2 separate regions of the Rattus norvegicus genome follow, and region 2 is linked to region 1. Evidence: chromatin contacts called from public Hi-C data. All regions are on one chromosome and are shown on one strand. The core of a region is the stretch at or near the end of the contact, and the rest is flanking DNA. Distances in the headings are between cores, read along the strand shown. Region 1 holds the start of Tfap2a (transcription factor AP-2 alpha). Region 2 has its middle 110 kb from the start of Tfap2a.

What was found. Hi-C and Micro-C count contacts between places; a contact is called where the count stands out from the background.
Region 2: a Hi-C map of the A7r5 cell line shows a contact between it and region 1, with 3 times the contacts expected there. The contact joins the enhancer-like site here to the promoter of Tfap2a in region 1. A contact is called at or near these places in 3 of 12 Hi-C or Micro-C datasets (the A7r5 cell line, the Rat2 cell line and Schwann cells).

Annotation. Positions count from the first base shown.
Region 1 is chr17:24,233,217-24,239,103 of GRCr8, reverse strand. Tfap2a (transcription factor AP-2 alpha) reads right to left here and starts at 1,421. Exons shown (of 7, transcript NM_001107345.2): 1 at 1,107-1,421. The coding sequence starts at 1,133.
Region 2 is chr17:24,341,175-24,347,736 of GRCr8, reverse strand. No RefSeq gene overlaps it. Among named protein-coding and RNA genes, the nearest start is that of Tfap2a, 110 kb to the right of the region's middle. Within about 2 kb of position 5,211, at least 4 of the 93 cell types and tissues checked have an H3K27ac peak or open chromatin away from gene starts, as enhancers often do. A contact at or near this core is called in the A7r5 cell line, where this site is marked.

The DNA of each region.
Region 1 (5,887 bases), core at 172-2,671:
ATTGGAAAACACCCAAGAAGTGAAGCAGGCCTTTCTAAAAAAAAATGCAAAGAAATCAGAATATGTAAATCTAGTGGCACAACAGACTCTCCCGGACATTCCTCTCAAAGGAGGGAAGAAGACATAAAAGAGTATGTCCTGTGCTACAACCCTTAACAGCCGCAGTACCAAACCTCCCTTAAGCAAAATTCAGATAGCCACTAAATATTAAACAGGAGAAGCGGCCTTTGCTTTTCCCGGATTTGAACCTGTCTGCCAAGGCATTATTGTTTACTCTTCCATTAATCTTGAGGGGGGAAAATCATAAACCTTCAAAGACTATTACCATTTCATGACTATTAAATAGAAACATGTTTCACATAGAGGCCGTAAGAAAGCACACGTTTAAATGACCAGCTTAAAGGTTTTAACTGCATGGTTGGGGAGGGGGTCTGTCTTTTCCGCTTCCTCTGTTAGAAGGCTTTTTACACGACAGGGTCGTTTTTATGATATGAATGGGGAGTGAAGGACGCCAAGCCAGGGTTTAAAACAGAAAGATTCTGTCTTACCGGGTTCTTTTTAAAAGAAAGAGGTGCACCCCGGGGCGGAGGCCCCCGCCCCTTCCACCCCAGCCCCAAAGGGCAAAAGAAACCCCTGACTTTAGGTTTCTCAATTGCAATTCCCTTGCAAAGCAAGACAAGGGTGGGTTCCAGAAAGCGGGAACCTTCCGAGGTTTAGCCATCAGGCCCCAGGCTAGGGGACACACCGGGGTGCGCCTTTCACCCCCCACAGACGGATTAAACATCAGCTGTGGAGAGCGTCTCCGAAACTAGTAAAGACGCAAGGAAAGAAAGACAAACCCGGCGAGAAACTGGCCCAGGGAAAGAGCTGCGGGGTAGGTCTGCGTGCGCGGAGAGGTCTAGCAGGGACAGGGCAGTGGCGACGCGTTGGATTTGGGGATGGAAAGGAGCCAGAGAAAAGAGGAAAGGGGGATAGGAATGCAAATGGAAGGCGAGGTCCACAAGGAACCCTGGCCAAGAAGCTCAGGATCTCGGGCAGTTTCTCGGCTGCGGGTTTCTGGAACAGAATTCCTAAGGAAACAGGGTTGGGGGTGGGGTGGGACTCACCATAGCTGAAAAACTGTGAACTAACATCTGCGAAGAATCTGGGGTAACCAGTCAGGGTGAGGAAAAAAAAAAACCAACAACAATAACAAAAGCAAAAAGCAAAAAGCACCACGCCTCGAGCACCCGGCTGCCCGGCGGCCCGAAAGAGCCACACACAAAAGGCGCCGAGAGCCCCGCGCCACCCAGGACTCCAGTCACCGCGCGGACGTTCCCGCGAGCGTCGGAGCCCCGCTCGGATCCATCCGAACTTGTATCACCGAGTCGCGCGGCGCCTTCAACTGGTCGAACCCACGATCTCTATCCTCCCGGGATCGGTTAGGATTCAGAGCTCTTTAAGAAAAACAAAAAGCAAAAACCACCACCAACAAAAAACAACCAAACCAAAAAAAGAAAAAAACCCACCAAAAAATACGAAAAAGTGTGTGTGTGTGTGTGTGTGTGTGTGCGTGCGCGCGCGCGCGTGTTCCTTAATCCGTGTCTCCCCCTCTTTCCTTAGCGGCGGCTTCACTTCAGCTTCTAATAACCGCGCTGGGCAGCGTTCCTGGAGCCTCCTAATAGCAGATATTCATGACTATTAATATTACACGAATACTTAATAAGGGAAGAATGCCTGGAAATCGAGCGTGAAGCGGAGAGGCAACTCGCGCCGGAGCCGGCTCTCAATGCAGTCATTGACGGGAGTCTCAGTGTAGCAAATCGGAGGTGGGGAGAGGGAGCGCGAGAGACAAAAAGCGAGCGACGGAGGGAGCGGGCGAGCGTGCGGGGGGCCGCGGCGCGGCGACTGGCGAATCACAGCAAAGGGGCAACATTTTAAAAGGTTGCAGGGCCTGCAAAAGTGAAAGAGAAAGAAGGCGAGAGAGGGAGGCCGAGGGGCCAGAGCGCGGAGAGGGAGGATGTGTCTGCGTGCGTGTGCGCGAAAGAAAGTGTGGGCGACCAGAAGAGAGAGGAGTGGAGAGAGGGAGGGAGGAAGGAGGGAGCGCCGGGGAGGAGGAAGGGAGGGCAGGAGGGAGGGAGGAGGAGGGGGAGGAGGGGGCCGAGCCGGAGCTGCGGAGGGGGAGCCCGCGGCAGAGGGGGGGGGAGGGGGAGAGGAAGCGAGGGAGGACAATCGGACCTAAAAGGCTAGGGCAGACCTCGGGATGGAGCGGGGGTCGCGCGCCGCGAGCTGGAGCTCCGGGGACCCGCTGGCCGCTGCCCACCGAGTTCTGCGCCTGGGAGGTGCTTCCCGCCGCTCTCCGGCCCCGGGATTCTCTGTTGCGCAGCGGGGCCTGGGACTCGGGACTCGGCTGCCCGCTGCCTCGCTGCTCCTCCATGGCCCGGCGTCCCGCCTGGGAGCAACCCGCCCGCTTCGCTAACCCTTGTCCTCCGCCTGGTCGCGAGTCGCCTTCCCTAGGACCTCGGAGCCGTGCGCTCGTCGGCTGCGACTGCTCCGATCTCGGTTGGTCCCCGGACCGGGTTCCGAGAGCGGGAGCCGGAGCCGGAACGCGGCCCGGGGCGCGCACAGACGCGAAGCGGCCCAGCCTGGGCGCCTCTGGCAAGGGCTCCTGGCTCCCTGCACAAACCCGTCGGACTGGCTGGGCCACTCCCGCCGACACCCCCTAGATGACAGGGCTAGCTCTCCCCGCGCGTCGCCACTGCTAGTCTGCCCGCCTGGTTGTCGGAACAAGCGGCACCTCGCCTCTTGCGTGTCCCTGCAGAGCCTCAGCTAAATCAGACAACTCCAAGCCCGCTCGGAAACCTGAAATCCCTGCTCCAGCGCTGGCTATCCCGCCGCCACCAAAGTTGTTGAAATTGTCCAGACTTTTTTTCCCGGCCCCAGTCTCATCACACCCCTCTCCCAACCCTCTCTCATGCACCTCCAGAGTCCCTCTGGGGGGTTCAAGTTCATCTCGCGCCCTACCCTCGAGATCCCTTTGGTGTGTAGAGCCACACGAAGGTTCTTAACACTTCCACTCAGGGCGCTTGTATCTCGAACTGACTTCTGGGTTCCAAGAAAGTGAAAAAGCGTCAGCCTGGGAAGGGAGCCCAAAACCCTAAGGGAAAAAACTGCTCTTAAATAGTCGCAGGAGTACCTAGGCCTGCCGGCCAAAGTACCCTTAGCCTAGAAAACAAAGCTGGCTGGTCCTATGTGGGGTTCCTGTGCCCCTTCCGGCGCACCACAGGAGCCCCCCAAAGAAGCACGGATATTGTTTGTCACCTGGTGTCCCCTCCGCCAGGTTAGGAGTGGAGAGGGGTAAAGAGAGAGCAGGAGAGGAAAAAGAAAGTAAAATGGCTTTTTAAAAGCAAAGTGGAGGGAGCGGGTGACACTTCCTTCATGTAAACCCAGTTTCTGATTTCGAGTGGAGACAGAATTTTTGCCTCTGCGCCCGCGAGCAGACCTTTCAGCCAGAAACCCCAAAAGCCAAAAGGAATGAAGCGAAATAAGAATAGCGAAAGTCAAGGCTACCACAGTTTTGGATAATCACGGGCTTCCCACCCCTCAGTCACCCCCACGCACTCATCAGCTCCCTTCAGTGGAGTTTGTAAAAAAAAAAAAAATTAACAAGGCTAAGGTCATCCCCTGCACAAGCCGTTGGTGTTTTCTCCATGCCTCCCTGGCTGTCCCAAAAGTTATGCTCTGAGGCTCTGGGTTTTAAAATGGGTTCCCAAGGGAGAGTCCTCTGTGATCCCAGTGGACTATCGGCAACCGGAGACGATCGGCAGTCGCCCCAGGATTTTCAGGGTCCCGCTGTTTAGCGCCCACAGGTAGAAGAGGGATTCCTCCCACGCCCCCGGCTCCGAGAGGCTGGTAACACACCAGCACCCAACCACAACCATGGGGTGTGTCCACCCCAAAGCTCGGCGGGAGAAACTGCTTAGAACTTCAAGGACTGTAGAAGCTAAAGAGTGGCAGCAAGGACTGACTTGAGGGTTCCCAAGCCGAACCCGCTTTACAGGTCGCGGCGAAGTGTGTGGGCCCTTCACCAAAAGCTCTTTAGGAAGGAAGAAAAGAATGAATGAAAAAAAGGGGGGGATTAATGTCAGATAGGGGGTAAAAAGGGGAATATGTTTTTTTTTTCTTCCTGCTACTGTAGGCACCCCCAGGATCTTATTCAAAACACACCAGACTGCACGGGCACGTGCCCAGTTGCCAGCTTTTTTTTTTTAAAACCCAAGCTCCTCTTTTCCACTCTCAGGCAGAACCAAAAGTAAGCAGAAAAAGGGGGGTGGGGTGGGGAGTGGGACACGGGCTTCGAAAGATAAAGTGAAAGAAGCGAGGTCCGTGTCCACCACCTCCAGCTTCTCCCCCGTGCTGTTCTGGCGAATTCCAGGGGTGGGAGATAGATGCGCTGGTGTAAGTTTGTCCCACCCGCATTTCGCAGCAAGCTGCGTGGAGAGGAGGAGGAGAGGGAGGGTCAATCTCCAAGCTTGTGGCCGCGAGGACGACTGAGCCAGCGCCGCGCTTACCTCGCAGTCTTCGTACTTGATATTATCCGTCAGTTTCCAAAGCATTTTCATGGATCGGCGTGATCGGATTTGCCCCTCTGCGCCTTGCACCCCAGCGGAGCTACTCTCTGGGTTAGCGCAAAGTGCGGGCTGCGGGCGGTGAGCAAAAGAGGAGGAGGAGGGGGAGGAGGAGAGGAGGGCGAGGAGGAGGAGAAGGGGAGGAAGGGGGAGGAGGAGGAGGTGGTGGAGGAGGTGGAGGTAGAGGAGGAGGGCTAGGAGGAGAAGGGCGAGGAGGGAGGAGGAGAGAAGGGTTAGAGAGCTCCCGTGTGCGCTCGGAGATCTCCCTCTAATGGTAGAAACTTTTCCCTTTTCCTGCTCCTCACCAACAGCCTAATCGCCTCATTAGCATATCAACAATAGTCCAATTGCTCGCCAGTACCGCAATCTGCCCCCGGCCGCTCAGACCCAGGTATAAAGGCCTCTTCTAGCCGCGAACTTGCTCCTAGAGCACACAAGCCGGCTTGCTAGCCTGCTAGCCCAACAACTCTGCCTAGAGCTTCCAGCACCCTCCCTGTTCCTGCGGCCCCTGTCCCCAGTTTCATCCCTTTCCCCTTCGCCTGTCTTCGGGTCCTGCTAACCAAAAGATGCGCTCTGTACTACGCAGGGTAACAGCGGCGGCGCCTGGGGTCCAACTTTTAGTACCCCACACCCTCACTCCTACTACAACCGCCACTATCTGCCTTCGTCCCGGTCCGATTTTATTAGAAATCCTTATCCCTTTCGCAACGAACCGTAACCATCAAACCAGGACCAGCAAAGTCACTCCAGGATTTTTGCCCAACTGGAGATCGCCTCCACTCACGGCTGTTACCCCCTCGGGCTGCAGCGCCCTGGGAGTTTTATTAGCTTTGAGCTTCCCCCCCCTCCCCCCAGGTTGGAGATTCTGCCAACCGACTCCGGTGGCTCGGTTGGGGTTTGCGGATCTCTTAATTGCTACGTGTAAAATAAAAGTTGTACCCTGAAGAGATTACTCGACAGATCCGGGTGTTAAATGATTTTCCTCCCGTTTGTAGGAAGCCAAAGCGGACTGACGATTCATCGGGGCTTTTGGACTCTAAGGTTTCCCAGGTGCAACGTGGACAACCAACTCCACGGAATTCGGATGGAGATGCAAAGCCCCTTCCGGAGTGAGCCAAATCGCAGACCCATGAGCTCCTGCGACTCTCCATGAGGTGTCGTACATGCATCAAAATAAAACATTGGGAATCAACTCTTCCTTGCTAATCGGCTCCAGTTTTCCCAAGATTCTCCTTTTTAATTAAAGAAGGACCCGATCCTTCATGATTTGTTGTTACTGA
Region 2 (6,562 bases), core at 3,962-6,461, 100 kb before region 1:
ACACTGTCACCTCATTGGCAGAAGTGTCGTTAACTTTTTCTGTGGCAATTATTCGAGGACCAAGCAAACGGTGAAAATTTGTAAACTCTTGCATGGCTAAATTAAATGCTATTTTAACTAACAGTTAATAGTGTTTACTGCTGTGTAATCGTAATTTTCATTTTTTTACTGTATCTAATGACATTCTGATGACTGGAATTCTCTGTAGGGATACCAAATCATTACATTAAGGATGAGTGATTTTAGTATGCAATGACTGATCAGTACAATAATATGTAGACGGATGCTTCTGCTAGCAAATTAAATCATTTGCACCACAGTGTATGTCAACTACAATGGGGATTCCATTATGCTGTTAAATTATAATGTAGAGCCTGCTTAAAGTAAGATAACAGATGAGCATCTTAAACTGATGACAAACTGGTACAGTATTTTCTTAAGAGGTATGACAAGAAGAAAAACATCCCCAATCATAAACTCCTGGTGGTCACTGGAATATGCTACAGGAGGACTTTGTAGACACCTTAGAGTGTTTGTGTGTGAGAGGATTTGCCTACTAGAGGAGGAGGGATCTCAGGAAGATTTGAATATATCAACCATATGCAGAATTCCTGGTCATTCCTCATATTTTATGAGGTCTTATTCTTAAAAAGGAACACACATGAGAAGGGAAAGAAAGCTATCACCATGGTTATTAGAGCCTAAAATTCAGAACCTAAAATTCATCTAGGAAAAAACAAAAACTTTGGTTTATGACTTCATCTGCGAACTCTGCTTCTGTCAGGGTGTCCCTAACTCTCAAACTAGGCTGCATATCAAAACATGGCATCCTAAGTCAATTCAAATACTATACCATGTTCAATGACCGACACCCAATATACAAGTTCAATCAAATTTGAGAAGCTAGAACACCCATTCCCCAAAAGGAAAAGATAAAGAAAACAAAGTCACTCAAGTTTCTAGATTTTTCGCAATATTTCTCATTCACTCAGATCACCTTTTGGAAATAGCAACATAGAAAGTTTGTAAGAATGGATGTGGCTGAGAAAAATACAAGGAGAGATGACAGGATGTCACTTTCTTCTCCCCAGAATAGAGATGGAGGAGGTAAAACAAGAGGTAAATATTATGCTCAGTGTCTTTTGCAAAGAAACTTTGAAGGGTAAGGTCTAGTCCATGTGGTTTGATGGAAAATTCCATACTTCATCACTGTGTATGAATCTGCCATCACCTAGAAGGAGACACGATGGCTTGTTCTGAACTTGCAGACTCAGGGTTCTTTAAGAGGTCACCACACAGAAGATGAGACAGCATGGGAACCAATAACTCCTACTTGGCCCACTGTGTAGTTTTTTATTTATTTGGTTGACTTTTGAGGGGACAGGTGTGAGTCACTGTGTGACTCAGGTTGGCCTTGAACTCACAGAAAAACCTACTACCACAGCCAGTAGTAATCTAGGATTATAGATATGAGACATCATGCCCAGATTAGCTCACCAAATATTTTGTTAATTTGTTAATATGCATTAATGGGCTCCTGTGTGCACACACATGTGGGTGTGTACTCACGTGCACATGCAGGCGAGCCAAAAGACTGTGAGATCCCTTGGTGCTAGAATTATAGATGTTTTTGTGAATACCTAATGGAGCTGCTGAGAACAGAGCTCTAGTCCTCACCATTGGGTAGCAAATGCTCTTAACCCATGAGCCATCTCTCTAGCCCCACTCCACATCAAGTAGGGACTGGCCAGGGAAAAGGGTAGCTTCCTGTCCTACAACAAGGCCTAGCAGTTGAGGAACATATAAAAAAAAATGTAGCTGGGGGTGGAGCTTAGTAACAAAGTGCATAATCTGCATGAGCAAGTCCCTGCATCCCACCCCCAGCACCAGAAGGAAGGAAGAAGGGAGAGGAACTGGTGAGAGGAAGAGAGAAAGAGAGAAGGTAAGGAGAGGGAGGAAGGATAAGGAGACAGAAAACATAAGAAGAGGAAGAAGGTACAAGTGAGAGAGAAGACAAAGGTAAAGTGAGCTTAGGACCTAGAGTAATTAAGCTAAGCCTGACAACTTCCTGCTGGCTAGCTTTCACATACTGGAAGACGCTGGGCAGGCTGTTGGAGGAGGAGAAGCATCAGTGAATTTATCCAGTAGTAAACCCTGCATGCTCCTATCCTCTTTGATTTGCCTGGGAAATGTGCTCATTGATGCAAGAGTGGCATGGCTGATGTGGGGGAAACCAACTGCTCTCTCATTGGCTCTCATCCAATGTGGGAGGGAATTTGTGCCAGGTATTATATAACCCCTGCCAAAGCCCATTCATGGCAGGGAGGATCATAAAGCTTACTGGGAAAACTTTCTCTCGTTCTTTGCTAAGTGAGCATTTTGTCAAACTGCCTTCAAATGTTTTGTTTATACCCATTGGTTAGTGCTGGTCTCAACCTTGATCAGAGAAGCTTCTTTTTGTAGTATGTAATAATCTATGCACAGACTTACAACTGTGGAATGTCAGGACCTAAATGGGATATAGATCAATGTTCCATGCTGAACAAAAGTTCAGGGAACAGCTTTAAAAAGTGGTTGGAAAGAATGTGAGAGCTAGAAGATAAAAGCTCGGAGATGCTGTCTTACGGACATGACCTGGCTGCTGCACTCGTGAACTACCAGCACAGGACTTGAATAAGATTAAGCCAATCTTTGTTCCACAGGGTGGATATGAGAGGGGCTCGTGAGTCTTTCCCTGCCTGAGGAGCTATTGCCAATTGATGGCTTCTGGGGATGGAGGGATCATTTTTCTTTGGGAATATAGCCTCTTGTAGGCTGCCCATGTTCTAGTGGATGACCTTACATCCTATATGCAGGGAACATTAACTGGATTTAGAGGGAAGAAAGAACAGAAGAAGAGGAGGAGGAGGAGCAGGAGGAGGGAGAGGAGGAAGAAGAAAAAATAGAGTAGGAGAAGGTAAAGAGGAAGAGGAGGAGGAAGAAGAGGGAAAGGAGAAATCGGAGGGCAGGAAGAGAAGGATGAAGAAGAGGAAGAGAAAGAAGAGGATGAAGAGAAGGAGGAAGTGAAGTGGAGAAAGATATGAATATAGGAGGGGAAGTGTTGGAGGACATCTAGAATTAGGGTGACTATGATCAAGATACATTGTATACATGTATGAAATTGTCAAAGAATAAGTAAGAATATCCTAAAAACAAATAAATACAGGGTGTGAAACAAGGCTCAAAAGCACAGAGGTAACCCTTGAAGGAAGAGACAAAACCATGAAGAGCTTGTGGTCCAGGGCATTCACCATACACCAGTGTCACAGGAATGGAGATGGGACTCGATTCGTAGAGCTGCCATCCTGGTGACAGCACAAAGGTGGTTTAGTGAGAGGATAGGGCAGCTACTGAGATACTGGTAACACAGCTACCATAACCAATTAGAACTGTAGCACACTGTAGCTTCCATGGCAAGATGAGGTTTTTGGTTGGTTGGTTGGTTGGTTGGTTGTCTGGCTGGCTGGCTGGCTGGCTGGCTGGCTGGTCGGTTTTCTTCCTTCCCTCCTTCCTTCCTTCCTTCCCTTCCTTCCTTTCTTTCTTCCTTCCTTCCTTTCTCTCTAATCTTTCTTTCTTTAGGCAAGGCAAATTGTGGTGGAGGGTGACTATGGAAGGACTGGGAGATGAATGGAATTGTTTTGCATGGTGTGAAATTCACAAAGAATCAATAAAAAGTTGTAAAAGAAAGGCATGCTGGGTATTAGAGCATGTGGATGCCTGCAAGAGTAGAAAACCAGAAATGCATTTTTAGAAAGACTGTTGGTAACTGCCTGTTGACAGCGTTGTTGGATTGACAGGGAGGGGGGTGACCAAGGCAGCCAGCACTGGGAAGCCTTTGGAAGACATTGGCTTTACACTGAATAACTACTCTGCTCTATGCTTACCAGACCTCCCTCTGGCACACAGAATACTCTTTTCGTTCCTTTCCCAGAGAATCAAAGAAAATTCCGCCATAACACTATTACGTGTTTTTGTGTAAATCAAATCTGTCCAAGATGTAATCAGAGCGAAATGTCAGCATTGCAGACTCCATTATTCATAATGGTATTCAGTGGGCGTGTCCCCTGCTAAGCTTTATGACATCCTGGACAGAGCTGACGGGTACAGAAATGGCCCTCCTGACTCACGCAGCTGCCGAGCTGCCTGACACACAAGCTCTACCAACAGGTGGCTAGTTGGCCCTACTAAATCTTCTTCCAAGAAAGATAGCAACAATAAATCACTGTCTATGATGGCAGGAAAGAAAACTTGGTCACCAAAGCAAACTATCACCCAGCAAAGGGAAGAGAAGAATAAATGGTAACTTCCAAAAGTAAAACAAAGTTTACAGTTTTGTTGAAGCTGCGTTGTCTCTTTAAAAAAAAGGACATGCAGGTTAGAAGCTGCACAAGATTCACTGTGACCCAGAGAGGCAAGTAGGGACAGAAACACAGCTCAGCCTCTACCTGTTGGGTAACCAGGCTGACTCAGGGCAGGGACCATGAACACGAAAGCTGTCTTCTCATCGCTCGCTCATTTTGCACAGCGCAAATGGTGATGACAATTGGGACACACTGAACTGAATCTTAATTTTTTTTTACTTTAATTTTATTTTATGTGCATGGGTATTTGGCCTCCTCGTGGGTCTATGCACCATGTGTATGCCTGATGGTGGCGGAGGACAGACGAAAGCAATCAGTCCCCTGGAACTGGAGTTACAGATGGCTGTGACCCATCAGTAACATGGGTGCTGGGAATTGAACCAGGTCTACTAAAAGAGCAGCCAGTGAGAGCATTTAACCCCTGAGTCATCATCTCTCTGCCCATCTGTCTGCCCCCTGTTAAATAATACCTTTTCTAACATTGCCCAGTAAAAAATTGATATAGAAAAAAAATTGCAAAGATTTTTTTTGTTGTTTCATTTGCATAGGCCACCTTTCAAGGTATCAAGAAGAGATGACTCTTCTCTCAAAATATTTAGGTGTGTTTTTTTTTTTCCAAAAGTATGTAGTTTATAAAATGCTCTGAAATGAAATACAGAGTTGTCTAGTACGGGATAGTGTTCTACTGACACATTTAATTGAGTTTGGTTTTATGTGATTTCCATTCAGTTTTTGGTTGCTGCTGTGAATTCCAAACACATGAGAACTAGATCATACTGCTCTGACTCAAAAGAGCTTCGCAATACGTCTTGAACCTGCTGGCCAAATGTCAGAAGCACCACGGATCTAGCTTTGTGTTTGTCTCTAAAGTGACTACGGCTGTCGCTGGGGGAACTGTTTCCTGCTAATGACATCGCGGTGCTAATATTTTACCTTCTGACTTTGACAGGCAAATGAGGCCTTGACTAGATTACCTTAAGTAAATAAATGTGGGTAAAGAGATTATCTGGCATTATGCTCTATTGTAGTCTTTAAGACACAGGCCCAATATTTTTAAAGGATTAGCAACCTCACTGTGTACCTTAAAGAAAAGACCTTTGCCATATAGCATCCTTGACCTTGAGCAATGGCATACCAAACCCTCTCTCCCAGCCCCCTTTCGTAAGAGGCCACCACCTGTGCAACACAATATGATCTGACTTAGGGAAGGAAATTACATCACATCACTGAGGGGGAAAAATTATTTTGTTTTTAAACTTGAGCTAAGTTTAAAAATCCAAGGTCCCTCCCCCTTCCAACGACCTGGCAATCTGAAAGACGTTATTTAAGTGTGCAGTTTTTAAAACTGAGTTTAATGGGTCTCCAGAGAGCAGGGAATTATGCGTTCTGTATGGGCTCAGCATTGGCGCTCAGCATACAAAGAGCAGCTGAGGAGAAGAAAGCATTTTCTCTGATTGCTGATTTCAGTAATTCGTGTAATTGGGTGATCAGATAACCTTGCTTAAGGGATTAGCCACTGTCTTACAGAGTCATTCCAGTGCTCCAAGAATTCCTTTAGAGATTAAAAGCAAATCCTTGGAATAAGGATCCAATTTTTCAGTCCAAAGTGACTTCTTGGGACACCAGTTAAAAAAAAAAGAAAAAAAAAAGTCAGAAATGAAGTAATCCCTTAAGAAAGGGGATATTTGATAACTCAATAGCACAAATTAATTGTGAGAATGCTCGGGGAATCCAAATGCATTATAATTAATTTAATTCTTAAGAAATACATTGAATAAGGTAGTTAATCCTTGTAAATGTAACTTCGTGGAGGGAGGGTGGGAGTTGGAGGGTTCTGCCCTTCTTGGAGTTCATAAGCCAATCACAGACAGATGCTAATTTCGCGAGGATCTGTCTTCAGACAGCAAATCTCTCCAGGCAGAAGATTGTGTAGGTGTGTAGACTTTATTGTAAAGATACAACCCTTCCGTGTACAAATATACAAAACTGACAAGTACAGGATGACGACTGTTGCTTGTCAGAGTCATAAACTCCGCTGCAGGAGAATGACTGGGCTCTTCAGACCAAGGAGAGTGGCATCAGAGAGAGCCTGTGTGGCAAGCGCTCTGACGCTCAGAGCACTGAGTTTGTGGATGGTCTCGTGGACTGGCTGACTTGTTTCA